2 separate regions of the Acanthopagrus latus genome follow, and region 1 is linked to region 2. Evidence: chromatin contacts called from public Hi-C data. All regions are on one chromosome and are shown on one strand. The core of a region is the stretch at or near the end of the contact, and the rest is flanking DNA. Distances in the headings are between cores, read along the strand shown. Region 1 holds the start of abrab (actin binding Rho activating protein b). Region 2 holds the start of sdc2 (syndecan-2).

Region 1 (6,862 bases), core at 1,796-4,295, 260 kb after region 2:
CGAGGTTTACGTTTCCGGGGCCAGGACAGATTTGTGCGGCTGGCTTCTTTGTCGAGGTCACCATTCCACTGTGGAAGCAGCACAAGCCCCTCTGCTGCTGGATCAAATCTGTTGTTTTGTGTACTTATTTCCGCTAATTTGTCTTGAGCCATGTGTTTGACAGATACGGATGACGTTGTTGATTCGTCTGGAAACACAAGACACATTTAATCATCAAGTGGAAAACATCCTCCGAGTCTGGTTACAGCTGTTTCATCTGGTTATTTTAACTGGTCCCCGCAAATAAACGCGGACTTAATTCGAGCTACCGCCGCAATCAAGATGATAGCAATGAGCATCTCCTTTTAACAACAGGATTCCAATTATGTGCAAGGACGCCCCAAAGCACAACACGAACCAGCATCACGCAGAGGTCAGCGCAGCGGCGAGAGATCCTCGGATGCATTCCTGAGCAATTAATGCGCCGCAACAAGGACGGCCAAAGAAAACAGTCCCAGAGCGAGCAGTGGAAGGTAAACAAAGCAGCGGCAACAGATGTTGACGAGCATCAGCAAGCACAGGTGCATTCTCTCCAGAGATGGACCTCCTCTGCCAGGAGTGGAGTCTATCGACCACCCGGTGTAGTAGGCCCGAATCTTCGGAGTGGGCTTTTCCCCGCCTGCAGCTCCTTTTTGGACGCGGAATGAAAAACACCTGAAGACGTTCTCTCCATCGTTCCAGATGGTTCACAGCATGGACAGTATGTGTTTTGGTATTTCTTTCCTCTTACCTGTGTGAATCTGTGTCTCAGAGCCTCATACTCTCTCCTTTCCACTCTAAAGATGCGGTTTCAATAAAAAAATTGATTGACATTAGATTATTTTCTTTAACACTATACAAGTAACTGTGGTATAGGGTGTTGCAGATTCACACATATAAAGATTTACATGTTTGTGTAGCGGGGGTATCTGAGTGAGAACACTGAATAGAGAGCTGAGGAGACCTGCTGACGAGTGCCGCAGTGCTTCAACTATGACACCATAGCAGCCTCTACTGGTGAACCGCCACCCTCACATTAAATATTTAGTTAACAAAACAGACTCTTTACCTTTGCTACATGCTGAATCTTTCAGACTGAACCTCAATTGAATATGGGAGGGATAACAGTCTATTTTCTCATTGTATTTCCTGATACACAAATACTCATTATTATGGTGTGAATGAGGGATGATTTATCCTGTTGTGTGTCCTTTCAACGAGAAAACAACAATTCTGACTTCTGTTTTTGTTCTGTTTTCCTTACAGCTGCACGAGGTGTGTGTGTGTGTGTGTGTGTGTGTGTGTGTGTGTGTGTGTGTGTGTGTGTGTGTGTGTGTGTGTCACCTTGGCTTTTTTGCTCCTCTTCCTCTGTTTTCACTCAGACATGTTTAATGGAGTGTCTCACATATTCATTGCAACTAAATCCAACAAAAAAAAGAAAAATATTTTGTTATGTATAAGAACATTTGTTGTTTGTATTTTACCTTTGACAGCAATGACATATTTTCTTCCGTGTGTTTTCACACTGAAACCTGGAGCTGTAATGAGCCTGTCTGTCCTGGCGGTGGAGCACTGGCCCTCCTCTCAGAGCAGCATGAGAGTCTGTACACATCATCACTCTGACTTGGTTTGAGAAGACGTCTCGATGAGTCACTTCCACTCTCCGTGACAGACTGCCAACAGCTGCAACTTCGTGTCTGTGCGTGTGTGCCAAGTTCTATTTATAGATAACCCGCCCCTGCAAAAAACCAACAAACATAAATCCATGACATGTCTCTTCATATAAAGTGCAGCTCTTAAAACAGCACTAAACGCCGCTGTCAAGGCACAGATCGGCTAATCGTTAAGTGTTGATGTTGTTTGTGTTAATGTCAGGATCCCTTATTTGTGCGGGTGATTTGTGACCTCGCTACCGGCTGCGTTGCAAGACTAAACCGCTCCGTGCGTAAGCAGGAGATCCTTGTCTCCCCCAGGTATCACATTCTTTCCTGCTCAGAAGTTCCCTGTTTCCTTTCACACCTCCGATTAAGTGTCGCCTTGCATGTTTGATACTCTCTGCTGAAGCGTTGGCTGCATCCCCTCGAGGGTCGGTGTGAAGCGACAGCGGCTAATACACTGAACTACACAGGTTTTGACACATCTTTAAGCATAAAAGGATAAATGTCAGACCTTTAAGTACTGTATGTGTCAGAGAAATACAAATTAGGTTGTCTTACTTTGTTTTCTCTGCAAAGGGAAATCATTAAATGGATTACTTCCCTTCTCCCTTTGAAAACTTTGCAACATTTGCTGTTAAACCTGACAACAGGAACCTCTTAAAAGTAAATTTACTCAAGTACCATCCTGAAGTACAGCCACAGGGACGACTACATTTATTAGCTTTAACATATAAAGCGTATGATATACCTATGAAATGACATGCAATGATGTAAATAACAGTACCAAACCATTTATAGAGTTGCTAAAATGATCTACCTCAACCTGTTGTGGCAGTGTTAATGCATCAGCAATAACATTCTACTATTAGTGCAAAATATATACAGCAGCTGACGGCTATAACGTGCATGATGTTGTTGATATTAATGAGCTTTTACTTAATGTATAATCTCAAATCTAGGATTGTATTTACTTGTATTATCAGTGTTGTATTGTTGCTTTTACTTAAAGTGGAAAAAGGAACCTTTAAACCTTCATCCCTCCAAGTGTTTCTATGTGGTATTGATGTCGGCACGTCTGTCGCAAAGACAGTGTTAGCAACAAAATGATTAGCGTAGTGAAAGTGAGGTCCATAGGAAAACAATACATGACTGTTGTCTTTTTAAAGTCTAGAAAAAAACAACTTAGCTGACTCAATGTTAGTACATTTCCCTTGATTACTAAGAGGTTGTCTCATCAACACATATTTGCATTGTTCTCAAAGATTCTCTGTGTCTTTTAATGGGAGACAGTGAGCAGTGGTAAGTCTTCAATGGTATTTGTGCCAGTGCACTTGCTGATTAACTCAGCACCTCCTGGTCTACTGCCCTGTTTACCTCTGGTTACATGCTCCACAATCTGTGATGAAATATGAGTCCGTTGGGGTGACCGGTGCCAGGGAAAGACGATCAGGTTGGTAGCATGGGATGACTCGAATACTTTCCACGGTCACGTTAAGGGTTGCACTCCCCATTTTAGAGCTGTGGCTGCAGGCGTGTGGTTCGGGAGCGACAGAGGGAGAGAAAGTTCCAGAAAACAGAGATTTGAGCGGAGAGAGAAGATTAATATGATCAGGCTAATCTGACAGCTGTTAAGGAAGATCGCTTAGCGGGTTTAATTGTGCCTGAATTGACACAATAATACTCATAACTATGTCTGACAAACAGGCCGGACAAGCTGCCCAAAGGAAACCATCCACCAACAAGAACATTAAGAAGCTCCGCACAGTCAGCATGGTGTGTGGCCTGGCGAGCAGCTGGCAGAAGTGGGTGATGGATAATGAGAAGAAGCAGGCCAGTGAACCCAGTGGCTGGGCTCCGTCTTCACTGGGAGGACCAGCGGAGGAACGTTTAAAGAAGTGGGTCCCAAAGAAGCCTCCTCCCTCTCAGACCCAGCCAACAGAAGCCTCCCACAGTCCTGTCATCAACTCTGAAGAGGTGAAAAAGATCTCGACTCCTCACAAGGAAACCCAAGATGCACCCAAGACGGAGGAGCTCAAGACCTCAGCCGATCCACCGGTTGAATCCTGCATCAAGGTGAAGCAAGTGGTGAAGACGGTGACCAGCGGGGTTGTGGAGAAAGGTGCTGGTGTTGGGCTTCTGACCGAGAAGATCAAGAGGGAGTCTCTTCCATCAGATGAGGAGATTGACCGGCTTCTGAAGAAGAAAAGCTCGCCTACACGCCGCAGGAAATGCTCCAACATGGTGTCATCGCTGACCAAAAGCTGGAAGCAGGTGGAGAGGGAGCAGAAGCTTGGAAAAGAGGCAGGAGGAACAGGAGAGGGACCCACAGGTGGTGGTGATAAGGACGACAGTGGACACCCCGAGGCAAAGAAGGAGGGACTGGACATAGAGGATGCTCGGACACAGAGGACAGGCTCTTTAAAGGAAACAGAACAAGAAGAGTCGGATGAAGATTCTGTGTCATTGGTCAAGATTAAAAGACCCACTGTGCCGATGTGAGTACAAGTTCAAGAGAGAAGTTGTTTTTGAAATAAATAGATCAGATGTAACAGTGTCTTTACTTCCTCAGGCTGATATTTCTTTTTGAAGCAGGATGTTGAGGTTTACAGTTGAGGATCAATCTTAAGCATAAATGTTGGTTGCGGAGCCAAAAGTAGCTTTGACAAAATGCAGAAAGCAAGGATTGCAAGGATAATCGCACAGTTAAGGACCTGTGCAAGTTCTGAGTTTCAGAGTTGTTCAGGCCAGTTGTGGGTTGATGACCCAACCTGCTTCACGTGGGATAGGTGAGCTCATGTGTGAACGGTTGTTGAGCTGTCTGTGCAAAGACGGTCATTCCAGTTTGACATAGATGGATTAATCTGATTCTCTGGAACTCAGAGTTCACACGCGTCATTATCGACTCTGTAAGGACACTCCCACACAGAGTTTAAAAGCCTGCAAGTCCCTTACAGTTAGTTACAGCTGAAAATGTGACCAAGAAACTGAAACACGTCCAGTTGCCTATAACACAGCACAGCACAGGATTTGACAAGTATTATCAGGATAGTAGGAAAAAGACTTTGCACCACTCTGAAATACAACACATGATGTCAAAACGATGTTCTGCTGCCAGCTGATCATAGAGCCTGACAAGCTTTTTCAATATCCTCATTAAACAGCCACAAACACATAGTGACAGTGAGCTGTTTTACCTTATACAATCCCTTTTTTTTCCTCCCTTTCTTACCAGGCAACCTTTTTTACATCTATTCAGATTTCTTTATGCAAACAGTTCGAGCTTACAGGGAGGTTTCTTGGGATGATGAGCCCCAATTACTTTTACTTCCATGTTTTCACATTGATAACTTGCCTGTTAGGTCTGCATTTACCCTTAAGACCAACAAAAAAAGGCAACAGCTGCTTACTGCTGCATATTTATAACTCCCCTTGCCCCTTGCAGGATCAAAACAGTGTATTTTTGATTAATTTGTAATATGATCTTACATCTCTCCCAGTTACAAAAAGGAAGCTGAGGACGCTAACAAGATCAACGCCCTTTCAAAGAAATACAGTGCTGTGGGCAACCTCAAGAGCCGCTGGCAGAACTGGGCCTCAGAGCACACCGTAAACCAGAAACTAAACCCCTTCAGCGAGTATTTCGACTATGACTACTCCATGTCCCTCCGCCTCCAGAAGGGCCAAGAGGGTTACGGGCGCCCCAAGGAGGGCACCCAAACGGCGGAGAGAGCCAAACGCGCCGAGCAACACATCCACCGCGAGATAGCCGACATGTGTTACGTGATCAGGACCATGGCGGATCCGGACCCAGACGGAAAGACGCGCATCACGTTCGGAGAGCTGTTCGACAGATACGTCCGGATCTCTGACAAGGTGGTGGGGATCCTGATGAGAGCCAGGAAACACGGCAAGGTGGCGTTCGAAGGGGAGATGCTGTGGCAGGGCCAGGATGACGGAGTGATTATTACTCTGCTGGTGTGATGTTAACACCTGGGTCAGAGTTGTACTGGAAATCCTCTTACAGCTTACAGCCGATCTTGTGAGATAACCTCAGTCTTTATCGAGGAGGGCTAAGAAGGGGATTTAAAATCCAATTTGACCCGGGTCTATTCACTGGACCCTTACAGAACAATATCAAAGGAATATGGAGACTACAAAGCTTCACCGATGAGTCGGTGTGGATTATCCAAGGAATGGATTGCTGCTATTTCTGTAGATACTTGAAGACTCTTTCTGTCAGTGTTGTGGGTATTGAGTTGTAGCTGTCATGCACATGTTTTGAGAAATCTCCAAAGACTTTAAAGTTTTAATCCAGGAGCTCGGGGGGGAGATAGTGTTCTGGCTTTTGGCTGCTTAAGTTTCCATTCAGAGTTGCCTGCAGATTCTCCTGTGTGTCTCTTTTGCACTTCCTTTGCGGCTTATATTAATGAGATACTTGATTACGTGTTAATGTACCAAATAACCAGCAGCTTTGCGGTATAGCGCAGCGCAGTAACTCAAACACAGATAGGGTTTCACTGCCTGAAGAGCTGCAGCTCAGCATTCATTATACAGTACCAGGCACAATGCAGAGGAACAGAGCCGACCACAGCACTTTTAAGTCTCATGGCCCGTTAGACTGAGCCTGTTATGATTAATGTAAAGAGTGACTGTGACTGTCTGGGGGAGAAAGGAAAACTTTCCTTTTCACATCCAGTTATTGAGTGTTTGCCGGAGTTTGTAGAGCCACATGGAAGCAGTGTTTGGATATTTTCAGTGTTTGAGAAATTAGGCAATCGGCAAAAAAACGTCACAGATGTGCTTAAACTGTATGTTTGTTCTTGTTGCAACTACACACTTATTTAGGATCAGTTTTCAATTTAATGTTGTGACAACACTGTGCTTATGGTCTGGCTAGGTTTAGGCCCCAAAAACCACTTGGTTAGGGTTCGGAAAAGATCACATTTTTGCTCAAAATACTGTACCTGTTTTGGTCACCACAAACATGTCCGGTTTTTATAAAAGAAAAAAGAAACTGGGCTGAAATTGAAGATGCTCTTTGTAACCATTTCAAGTATTGAAGTTTGCTGGAGTTTGCTAGCAGATTGACATGCAGTGTGAAGGGAATTTCAACATTGATTTCTGGTCAAAAACTGACACAATGATAGTCAGTCTGAACATCTAAGAGCTCTTTATGCCCTCTTTTC
Region 2 (6,514 bases), core at 2,605-5,104:
CAAGTCGACAGGTCTTGCCGGATTTGGCAGCACCACCCACATGAACTCTCAGCAGCTACAATTCAGGCAGTGACCTCAGACGCCGAATAACTTCTAGGAGAAAGTTTTTTTTGCATTTTTATTGGCATTATGCAGACATTGCATGTGTAAATGCATTCCTCAGCACAGCCCACAGGGTCAGAAACAGAGAACAGAAAGTAGCAGGTTTTCATTCTGCCCCTGTTCATGTGGGGCTCCTTTTCAACGGCACCTCCCTGGACTGTCATCACACACACCGTGTTTGCTCCTGAATTTAAATCACTGTCTTATTTGCCAGCTGGTGGTGCTGTTGAATAAAATATAATGAAATCCGGAACAACTTTGAAGGTCTGCACTTTTCTATAGAGCCTGAAAAATATTCAGTTCACATATGAAAATGAAAGAAGTCCAACATGTTGCATGCATAATTCACACTGGATTACATGTATTTGGGAAACCAAACGATGCAGCCTTTACAGAGCTTGTCATCTCGACAAGTTCACCTTCCTTTTTATTTACATCATTGAAGGCTTCCCTGTAGACCACTGAGTCATCCTGTGTCCTGGCCTCACAACAGGCCATCAATAACATGACCGTATGCCACACATGCGCACACACAAGCACAAACATTCTCACACACCGCTCTCTAGGCAGGATTGGTAGCAGAAGGGGCTTTGGCTTCGCCCTAATTGGCTGCATAATCTGGGACACCAGGAGTAGAGCTAAGCCCTCTGAGGAGGAGGAGGTGGAGGAGGAGGAGGAGGAGGAGGAGGAGGCCTGGGAAGCCTGTGCATGAAGATGGGGGATGGGTCACACGATTTATTTCAAATTAGTTTAAAAGAATTGAAGTGCTCTTGGTGTAAATTTAAACTGTTTCACACCAGGAACGAGTCAAGCTCTTCCTCTGTTTTTTTTCTTTCTTCTTTTTTCTTTTTTTTATTATTCAGAATTAGTCAAATCAGATGGGACCTGCTTCTTTCTCCCCTCTTCTTCTGCAGCTACTTTCACCTGTTCTCCAGACCAGTGTTGCTAATCACCTGGCAAGCAGTCAGATACCTGACACAGTGAAACCTGCCTTACCAGTGAAAATGTCCTTTTCCCTGGACTGACTAAATAATCAAAGAGGTGCTACAGTGGCAGTGGAACAGAAACTCAGTATAAATGAGAGGAAAAGATTGGCTGTAATCTTGACTACTATATTAAAGGAATAGTTCCAAGTTGTTGGAAGTGTCATGTTTTTGCATCTTGCTGAGAATTAAGGGAGACTGACACTCGTTGATACTCGAAACTTAATTATAATAAAAAGGATAACTGTTTCTACACTTTTTTATACAGATTTCAAGAACAAGATAGGTGCTGAGCTTTAAAATGCAAGTCTTTATGCTAAGCTACAATACTGGAGACATTATAAGAGAAGGCTCTGAAGTTATGGCTCTCTCCCCATTCGGTAGATAGGGGCATGGTTTTGTTAGAACAAAGTAACTGCCCAGGGGCAATGCCAATAGGATAGACTCGCCTGTGAGGATTTTGACGATACGCACAACATAAGATAACAGTTGCATATTTAGATATATCCTTGTTCGTCAGTTGACAGAACGATACAAGTTGCCTTTCAAAATTCCTGAAAGTTTGTCTTTTTCTCCAAATGAGAGATCCAGCAATGGCACTAATTAGCAAAGCTTCATCATTCAGCTGTGAATCTCTTCACGGCGTAATTGGTTCAAACGTGTCAAGGGTGCGATATCATGTCGTTGAGCTCAGCAAGCATATGCAGATACCACAGCGTGTACTTACCTCGAGCACCAGGGCAGGTGGAGCATATTCACATTTCAGCCAAATTATGATCGATACATGTCGTGTTTCTGGGAGTAGACCACCTGCATTCTGTTTCAGTCTGCTTTACAAACATCAACAAGTCCTGTCCTCTGCATCTAAAGGAAGTCACCTTCTATCTGCACAACTACACTGACTTGACGGCTGCTAATCACAAAAGTGCCTCTTAAATCGAGCATTTGGAGAACATGTTTTAAAGCTTATCTATGTGCTCTGCAAGTCTGTTTCTATCCAATAAGGCTTCTTAAATAAAGTGATAATTGTGAAATATTAAATCAGTTAAATAATGTGCTAGGATATATATAATGTTGCTCCTATAATCTTAATTTGTCACTCTAAAATAATAAATGCAAGTTTTCATGCATCAGTCCATCCATTATCTGTACTGTCATCGTTTGTTGGGTTGTAGCAACACATACAGCATATTTGGACAAGTTTCTATATTCAGGTCTGAGCTTGCAGGATTGATTTTAAAAACTGTGAGGCATTAACAAATATGTTCCCATTTAAAATTAAGTCCCCTAACTCTATTGTTTTAAGACAATGCTGCAACACTGTGCTGCTGCGAAGGACAACAAAACTTCGCCTGACTTTCCATCAGCATGTGAGTGAATAGATAATCACTGAATGTTTAATTTTCGGGTGAGCTTATCCTTTAATCCCACAAGCACAGAACTAATAAAAATGAACTTATCATTGACTCAAAACACTTCCAACCTGAATAACCTCGAAACCTTGGAAGGGAGTTTAAATTGGGGCAGAATGTGGAAACTTACATACATGTGACCGAGGTTACATTGTCAGAATTATAAAATTGGGAGGATAAGTTCACCCAAAAATGAAAAATCAGTCATTATCTACTCACCTACATGCCAACGGAAGGATTTTGTAGTCCACAGCAAAACAGCATTGCAGCATTCTCCTAAATAGCTTACGTATTTCAAGTCTCTTTGGAAAGTACGATTTGTAAAAGTCATACTTTGAAGTGGGGTGCGTGCTAACTCTTTTAGCTTTGCAGCTACAGTGAAGATTTTGCTTATGAAAGGGTGTAAATAACATCTTTTTTAATCAATTTGGGTTGTCAGGGCTTCTGAAGATTATGCCAAGGAAATTGAACCTTTTCATGTTTGTTATGTTGGATTTTTTCTACATTTTTAAATCAAGTTCTCATCTACTTGTGTGGGGTCTACTATCTACTAAGTGTGCTGCCACACTGGTTTTGCTGTGAAGCTCCAGAAATGTTTTGTGGACTACAAAACATGTCTTTGCATCAGCATGAGGGTGAATAGATAATGACTGGATTTAAATTTCTGGGTGAGCTCCTGCATGTAAAGACCCAGTTATAAAGAGTTTGGAGATGGAGACTGTGCAGTAAATGTACCACTGTGTTGACTGTGGATGAGTTACTAGCTCACAACACCAGCAGGGGGAGACTTTGCCCATGGATGGCTGAACTTACAAAACTGATACAACTCCTTTTTTTCTCTGTTTAACTCCAGTGCATCTCTCTTAACTGGGATGTTGGGTATTTCATCACACGGTGAAATTACAGAAAACACCTTATCGGATGTGTCCACAGGATCTCTTCTTTTTTTTTCTTCTTTTTTTTAATGCAGCAATGAACAGAGGAGACTCGTTTGTCATTCAGAGAGGCGATTGAATGGAAATACGGGAAAAAAAGAAAAAAAATTCTCATTAGGGTGCAATTAATGATCGTTATCTCGACGTGGAGATAAATGGCTCAATTAGCCGCGCGGGTTTGTTATCCGACCTCCCCTGCAGATACAAAATAATAATAACAATAATGCAATAATCAGCAGTAATTCCTATCAGAGCGTCAACGGACGATGTAATTAGTTTGCTTTGATCGGTGTCTTATTTTTTAGGGGGGGGGTACTTAGTTGCAAGTTCTCGCGGTGTCACGGCCGAAAAAGGAGCGCACGCACGCACTCACAGCAAAAGCGCGTCAGTCCGTGCGCGCGCGCCCCTCTCTCTGTCTCTCCACGCTCCGTCCTCGTTATTCTCAAGTGAGCGCTGAGGGAGAGAGCAGCGCGAGCGAGCCGTCTCGTGCGGATTTTCTTTTTTTCTCCACTCACGCGGGGCGCGCGGAGGACTTTTGCAGTTTTGCTACACAACAAAAAAAAAAACACACGCAAAAAACAAACAACAACAATAACAAAACGTGCTTGTTCGTGCAGCTTTTACGTTTTTATTTGCGTCAGATTTAAAAAGAAAAGAAGAAGAAGTGCCTGGAGAGAGAGAGCGAAAGAGAGCGAGAGAGAGAGAGAGAGAGAGAGAGAGCGAGAGGGGGGAGGAATAACCCAAAACGCAACACGTATCCGGTGGGATCCCACTCCTGAGAGAGAGAGAAGCGGCAGGAGTTGGAGCGAAGGGTGCGAGGAAGGAAAGAAACGAAGAAGAAGAGGGGGAAAGATTTGACGTTTTCGCTCCTAACGACGCGTTTTTAATTGAGGAATAATGAGGAACGCATGGATAATTTTGACCCTCGGGCTGACCGTCTTCCTCTCCGGGGAAACGGTAAGTTAAACTCTGGACTGCGAACTACTACTTGACAAACGGTGGTGATTTGGTGTGGTGTGGGGGGGACCTGGGGTCCGATCGCTCTCTGCTGCGGTCTGTGCAGTTTGATTGAGACACACACTCACCCCACGAATCAACCTGTGTGTCTGCTTTTTATCTTAAAATGCTCCCATAGATGTGTGGTACAAACCCGTGATATCACAGTTTGACAAGTTGGACAAGTGTGAGTCTCTGTCTGACATCTGACTGTACACAGGCCTATTGCTGACTGCCACTTTGTCTCTACAGCATTTTTCCCCCTCTATATCATATAAGATGCTTGGATGGAGCCTGCAGAGGTTAATGTGATTATCTTCAACTTCAGTTTTTTTTTTTAAAGGGACCAATGTGAATAAAGTTGATTGTATTTACTGTGATGTCGTTGCACCAACAGCAAAGACTCATTTTCCAGGAGATCTTTAGAAATCTCACATGACATTGGGACAGTTTGAGACTATATGACACTTGAATCGAAGGAAGTTATCACCAGGCTGACTGTCAGAGCGCCCCTGGTTGTGTTTCACCTGTATAAACACTGATTTTTTGTTATGATGCAGGGCTGTGCTCGCAGAAATGGATGCAATATTGAGTAAATGTCATACTTATTGGATCCACGCAGCTTTGCCAGACAGATGCATCTTTATCCTCTCCTTTATTCTGGCAATTATTGAGCAGTCGTGGCATTTAAATGGCATAACGCTTATCCGAGCAAACTTATGAGTCTCATCTTCAGTGTTTTCAGAAAGTTTTTAAAACCCATTCTTTTTTGCTGCTCCATTCCTCTTGATTTCCTCGGTCGTGCCTTTCCTCACTCGAGTGTGCATCGGCCCTGCAAATTGGCCGGGGCTGTGCGACTGACAGATTTTGGCACATTCATGTCGCAGCCCCTGTCATTATTTGTCCCCTCCTGTTGTTTCTCTGTGGGTTGTGACTTGTCGCTTGGCGCACTGCCTCCTCCTCTGTTGTCCAATTAGCTGATTCAGACACTGTTGTTTTAATGACTCATTGTTGTTGCGTGAGGTCACCCGCCAGAGTACATTTTTCACGTTTGCTATTATCTGCTTTCACACCACGGCTGTGTATTTGCACAAAAAAACTCTTAGTTTTTTTTTGTTTTTAGTCTGATTTGATCACGATAACCCGACGTACACCGACAGAACTCCATTAGCACAAACCACTGCATCAGAACTACCGATACAGTCGAAAAAAGGCTTTCCACGAGAGTTCACTGAGGAGGCATTTCAAGAGCCATTGACCACACTTTACGCAGACAATTCATACACACACACACATGCACACACTTTAGCCTGATCAATATCTGCCTCCCCCTTTATCGGTGTCCCCTGAAGGCCTCCCTGCAACTTGACGTGCGACATCGATTCTAAATATTGGCGCTTGTGTTGACGAGCGCTTGATAACCTGCTTCAGGCACATCTGTCTGTGCTTTAATTACCCCGTCACATCACAGCGGTACAGTGGTGTGACTCTCAGCGGCACACTAGGAAACAAATTAAAAACTCGCCGCTCTTTTCAGAAACAATTTCAGCGCTGAGGTAGGTTGTTTAAAATCCCGGCTCGTGGTTTATGTACTTGCCATCTTTGAGCAAAAGGTTCTGCAGTGAAATACAAGTTGCAGACTGTCTGTGCTTCACAAGAAACACCAACTGCTGCTGACTGTAGCTGGTGTTAGCGTATTAGCTCCAGGAGCTGTGCCGTTAGCAGTCTGGTGGTGGAACTCAGGTAGTTGGGTAGTTTGAGCGTCTTACACCTCTAGCACAGGAGCTTTGGAGCGGGATTGGCCACGAGCTAGCTGGTTAGCTAGTTCAGTTTACTAGTTCAGTAAACATCTCTGCAACACAACATATAGATATCACAATATCAGAACTGTTATATCCTCAATGTTTTCAACTAACATTGCCCCTTTAAGGATGAGTTAAGGAGTCTCACAGCCTGAGGAGAGAAGCTGCTCTGTAGTCTGGCGGTACGGCAGCGAATACTTCTGTATCTCATGCCAGACAACCACAGGGTGAACAGACTGTTGGTGGCTGTTGTCTTTTAGTATCCTGGTAGGTGGCACCAGTGA

The links. Hi-C and Micro-C count contacts between places; a contact is called where the count stands out from the background.
Region 1: a contact with region 2 is called in a Hi-C map of muscle, with 2.9 times the contacts expected there. The contact joins the promoter of abrab here to the promoter of sdc2 in region 2. A contact is called at or near these places in 2 of 4 Hi-C or Micro-C datasets (both in muscle).

What each region holds. Positions count from the first base shown.
Region 1 is chr3:7,241,315-7,248,176 of fAcaLat1.1, forward strand. It overlaps abrab (actin binding Rho activating protein b), which reads left to right and starts at 3,046. Exons shown (of 2, transcript XM_037093373.1): 1 at 3,046-4,171; 2 at 5,174-5,689. The coding sequence starts at 3,366. The coding sequence ends at 5,657.
Region 2 is chr3:6,982,512-6,989,025 of fAcaLat1.1, forward strand. It overlaps sdc2 (syndecan-2), which reads left to right and starts at 3,855. Exons shown (of 5, transcript XM_037093679.1): 1 at 3,855-4,389. The coding sequence starts at 4,330. LOC119017228 (protein phosphatase 1 regulatory subunit 36) reads left to right here. Exons shown (of 11, transcript XM_037093758.1): 11 at 1-359. The coding sequence ends at 73.